Linked DNA regions of Zea mays: region 1 is linked to region 2. The links are chromatin contacts, called in public Hi-C maps. All regions are on one chromosome and are shown on one strand. The core of a region is the stretch at or near the end of the contact, and the rest is flanking DNA. Distances in the headings are between cores, read along the strand shown.

Region 1 (2,756 bases), core at 5-2,504, 190 kb after region 2:
GAACTATATGTTGCTTCAAATATAGGCCAGGAAGAAAGATAACAGCAAGACTGGAAGAGAACATATCAGTATTCAGGACAATGCTTTAAAATTGACTAAACTGCCAGTTTTTCTGTCCCATGGTCATATGAGCAACTTGTGATACCTCATGACGCAGCTCACAATAAAATCATTAATCATGTGTTCCACAAAACTTAATATAGATTCGAAATTTCTGAGTCAAGAAGTTTGTTTGGGGTGCAAATAGCATGTTAATACAGTATTTGAAGTCATTATACAAAATCTATTGAAAGAACTGCATGGACAAGTTGAATGAAACATCGACATCATTCAGTCATCTCAAGAAACAAACTTGTTTAAAAATGTCACATTGTCTACAAACCCTTAGGCCCTGTTTGGGACAGCACAGGCTTCAGGAAATTTGGTAGAGTTGGTAGAGCAGGTCATTAGGTGCTACATAAAATTGTGGAGCTGAAGCTACAAACCTTTAGAAGACATTTAGATAAATCATTTTATTTATTATTTAGATTAAAAATATTTTTAAAAAACTATTTAAATTGTTATTATAAACTACAGCTGCAACCTGCAGCCATCCCAGACACCGCTTAGTCATGAAAAACAAAACAATGGCCCATCAGGTAATAATAACACACTGTTGATGTCCCTGAATTAACGTGAAAACTGCCCATATAAAACACAGCAGAACAATTACTCTTTAGGTTCGACAATCCAATTCATTCATGCATGACACCACGATTGTGCGCTGCTTTGCACTAACGTCCACACGCGAACTTAATTCATCACAATCGCATCAGATGGACAGAGTAACAAATAGGAATCTACCAATCCTCACAGAAACAAAGAATCAAACCCAGCATGTTGAAGAAAAGCAACGAACCTTGAAGTGGACCCTCAGATCCCTGCCCATGGCCTTAGCCGCTGCACAGACAACGCCAAACAACCCACCATTAGCACCACAGAATGATGGAAGGACCTCGAACGCAGGAGCAACGCAAAGAGGGGCGAGATCTTACACTTGGTAGGGTTGCCCGGCTCCTGCGAGTACTTCACCTGCGACGCAACATCGAAATGTCAGTCAGAAAAACGAAACTAAGCATGGCAGTAGGAGGAGGAGGCGGCGGAGGTAGGTGGGACGGACCATGGCGGCGACGGCCGGGAGGCGGCGCGGAAGGAGCGAAGGAGGGAGGGTCGCCTTCGCACGAACACTTCGAAGCGAGGAGGCACCGAGGCGGCGGCGGCCTTAAGAGCTGGTGAAACCCTAGTGCTAACGCGCTCTAAATGGGCTGATGGGCTAGCTAAAAGAACGGGCTGAAATATGCACGGCCCAAGTGTCTCAGAAGCCCATGTATGCTACTGTCACACCGGGTTTTAAAGGACAAAGCCGGGTGCATCTCATACATGCGCCAAGAAGACAACATATATAATAACAGAGTGTATAGAGATAAATGTCACAAAACATCAGAGTACTTATTACATAGCGGAAGACTTATTACAAAGTAAAAGAATAAATATAAAACGAACTAAGGATCGTCGGCGCCAATGTCGACTGAGAAACGCCACCTAGATCAAGTCGAATGCCTCGGTGTTAGGCGGCTCCTCTTCGACCACCTGTCCTTCTCCTGTGGGGGGTGTGAGACAGCAAAAGTGAGCTCACATACGTTCATAGCTCAACAAGTCGTGGGGAATAATGTGGCATGAACTCACCAAAGGTGGGAGTTCATGAAGTGTAAGGCTGATTAAATGAGATAGAGGCTGAAGCTGAGCATTGCTTTTATAAGTTGGTCAAAATTTTATTAGCAATTACTAGGTGTAAGTAAATATCAAACCTTAATAATAATAGAGAAAAGTAATAGTAAAATAATCCCAAATGCGATGCAAATGTCACATTAAATTTAAGTTCCATAAATTAATCATGCGAGGGTCCGAGCCGCTCATGACCGTGAGCACGGCTAGTATACTAGTTTTACACTCTGCAGAGGTTGCGCATCTTTACCCACAAGTTATGTTACCCATCTGCCAAGAGACGGCCAATCCCATACACCTCTACCGAGGAGGCGAGGCAGGGTAACACTACGAGGCATTTACAAAGTTCCACTAGCTTCAGAAATCCCGCTACAGTTTATAGGAAGCTCCAATGCGGGGTTCTTGCCTGACCGCCATCGCAGCAAAATCAACCAAGGACCTCCCTACACTGACCACTCCCCTACTGCCCTTGCCCCTTTCGGGTAAGGAAGACCTCCACTAGCTTTCCTAGTTAATCAGCCAAGGGCGTCCCATTAAACCCTTGTGGTAGCACTGTTTTCCCGGGTGGTCGCTCCATGTTCCCATTAATTTAATGATCTTAACATGAACAGTAATAATAACAAGATAATAACAGGATAATTATGAGTAGTGTATCTCCATACCCAATCTACATAAAGCAATAGCAAGTACTACCCAAAAATATTTCAGGGGTGAACAAGGTATAGAGGTAATCAAAACTGGGGTAACATAAAGGATCCCATCAAAATTAACCTATGCAGATCATTAAAATTAATAAGAACATGGCTGGGAAAGTAAGTGATCAAGGGCACAACTTGCCTTCAATGAGCTCCTGCTCAGCTATCTCTACTTGTTGAACCTCAGATTCCACAGTGGCTTGCTCGTCTACTCGCATCAACACAATACATACATAGTATAGCAAAAATTAACATTGCACCAAACATATAAATACAATACACAGTAAAAATCTACAC
Region 2 (2,703 bases), core at 197-2,696:
TTCCAATGATCCAAACGGGGCGTTATCTTTTTTGGATACGTAGAAAAATATTCAGATCTGTCCGATTTATTTACTGGGTCAATGAGACTAACGTTTAGAGAAAACAATGAGTAGACGTATGGTCCTCTAAATTAGCGTTGAGATCGAGCACGAGGCCATGCCAGATCAACACCAAAGCCGGATCGGCCGCCTACTCCTCCCATCATGATGTGGGGAGGAGGTGTAAACTATCCAGTCGTGCTACCGTGCAGCAGTATAAAGTAGTGCACATTTTAAAAACACATCGAAGAACAGCAGCGCCTTCCACATTGATGCGTACGATCGCACAATGTTGGGCTGGTTGTTTTTTTATTAGCTCGATCTTATCCTCGATGACGATGGAGAGCAGTTGCTGGGTTTGGAGCAGCATGTGTCGTTCTTGCGCCAAGTGTACCCAAGTCATTATTTATATCCCCCTCGTGAAGTCGTCATCCGATTCCTTTCCCACTAAGCAACACCATTTATAATTTTATACTGTGCCATTGACCAGCGCGCGTATGAACAACGAGGAACCAAAATACTAATAGCCATGACTATTTACACTTATAATACTATAATATTTAAGAATACTATAATGTCTCTAAAAGATGTTCGGTTAAACTTTGTAAAACATTGTTTTGAATACCTCAGTATAGCCAAAGCTATACTATATTTCTGAGTATTTCTCATATAGTCTAGACCAAAATTCTATAAACTGTAGACCATAATATTCTAAAACGTAATATAAAAATGGTATATATTATTATACTACTGGTAGTAATCGTCAAGGCATCATCACTTATACATCTGGTGCTGCATTATTTTGGCCGGTCCTTTCGCATCTGTCGTCCCCTCTTTGTCACGTGTTTAAGGGCGTGCTCCACATGTCAGTCGCAGGGATGCGTGTGGGCAGTGGACACCGCTTGCTCCAGCAAATGGGATGAGAGTACCTGAAGCGATCCTACTCTATTTTTTTTCAAAAAAAGGGAAAAAAACTCTATCCCTTTTCCTAGTACATAAATGCACTCCTGCCGTCCTGCGGCGAGTGGTCAACATCCCCAAATCCCCTTGCACAGTACGCAGATATGCAGTGCATGGCCACGGTCCTGCATTTCATCTGCATCGACATTGAATGCCAAGGAAAAAAAACGAATCTCAGAAAAAGCTCGCATGCTAGCAGTTATAGGCGCTCAGAAAAAACCAAAAAAGGGTCCGACGAAACCAAAATGGACCAGCAACTTCAAGGCTAGGAACCGAGAATGTACCTTTTCATATTCCCCTGCTCTACAACTCCCCCCCCCCCCTGCTCGCGCGTCCCCTGCACCCATCCTTGCTGCACCACGTGGACAGTGCCACCCCGCTGGACCCGGCGGTTCATATAAACCGCCTCCACGCAACGGCCTCCTCCACCAGGCTAGCTCCCCCACCCAAAAGCCCCACCTCCTCCCCGTGTCAAAACCTCCAAGTCGATCGCCCAGGTGGCCGGCGAGGCGGCAACCGCCGCCGTAGAGACGATGGAGGACGCGTTGGGCTCCGCGGTGGGTCCCCACTTCAGCGGCCTCCGTCTCGACTCGCGCCGCCTCTCCCTCTCCCCTTCCTCCTCCCCCTCCCGCTCCGCCAGCGGCAACGGCACGCTCGTCGCCGCGCCGGGGCTCGCGTTCCCCAAGGCGGAGGACGGGACCAGGAAGCCCTTCGTCATAGGTATGCGCCCTGCCTCGCAGTCGCCGAGACCGGCGGGCGATTGGCTTACCACTTCCTCTCTCGTTCGGGATTTTTCCCGCTGGTCTGGTTTTTGAGTTCTGGTGTCGTTCGCTGCTGGCTCTGAAGGCGTGTGTGGAGGCACCGCGTCGGGCAAGACGACGGTGTGCGACGCGATCATTCAGCAGCTTCACGACCACCGCGTCGCGCTCGTCAACCAGGTGTGGCTTCTCCTGCCCCTCGGTTTTGGCCCTGTTTCTCTGCTTTTGTGTGTTCGGATGAGCTTGCTCTACCTTTGGAGTTTGGACCTGTTCCGCGGCTGTGCTATCGATGCATTGGTGATTTGGTATGGCGAACTCTAGTGGTTTGTTTGTTTTGTGGATGCTTTGTAGATAACAGGTTCTCCTGCTCCTCGGATGGTTTTTTTTGTTGGTTTGTTTGTTTGTTCTGACTTCTGAGCTTGTTCTGCTTTGGTCCTGTACTGCGACTGCGATATCGATGCGTTTGTGTGGATAATGTGGGGAACTCTAGTTGTTTAAATTTTTTATGAATGACCAAACGCAGGTTCGGTTTCTACATTTGGAAACTGTTTATTCTATCAATGATGCACTTCCATGTAGGACTGAATGCTCTTGGTTGGGTGACTGAATGCTCTTGGTTGGGTAGATTATACACGGCTAGGTTGTTTGTTGGGATTTAGTTGGATCACACGGCTAGATTGTTTGTTGGTGATTTGGGTAGATTACACGGCTAGATTGTATGTTGCGTTTCTCTTACTCAATAACCTGAAATAGCCTTGGATATATTACTTGTTGCTGAAAATAAGATTGGACGCTAAACCGCTAAACCAATCACAGCTTATAATCTTCTTTTAACTTTAGTTTGGTTGAGGTGCGTTTCCACTACAAAGGTGATTGTTCAGAGCATAACATTAGTTTGGTTGGAACTTGGAACGGTTTACTCTGTCGATGCTATAAGTTGCTTCTG

Evidence for each region. A called contact is a pair of places that touch in the nucleus more often than the background predicts.
Region 1: a Hi-C map of tassel shows a contact between it and region 2, with 3 times the contacts expected there. The contact joins the promoter of LOC100272465 here to the promoter of LOC100191860 in region 2. A contact is called at or near these places in 2 of 25 Hi-C or Micro-C datasets (leaf and tassel).

What each region holds. Positions count from the first base shown.
Region 1 is chr1:198,132,642-198,135,397 of Zm-B73-REFERENCE-NAM-5.0, forward strand. It overlaps LOC100272465 (60S ribosomal protein L17), which reads right to left and starts at 1,255. Exons shown (of 7, transcript NM_001146937.1): 1 at 1,160-1,255; 2 at 1,035-1,071; 3 at 899-939. The coding sequence starts at 1,162.
Region 2 is chr1:197,937,695-197,940,397 of Zm-B73-REFERENCE-NAM-5.0, forward strand. It overlaps LOC100191860 (Uridine kinase-like protein 2 chloroplastic), which reads left to right and starts at 1,447. Exons shown (of 14, transcript NM_001137284.2): 1 at 1,447-1,719; 2 at 1,846-1,937. The coding sequence starts at 1,533.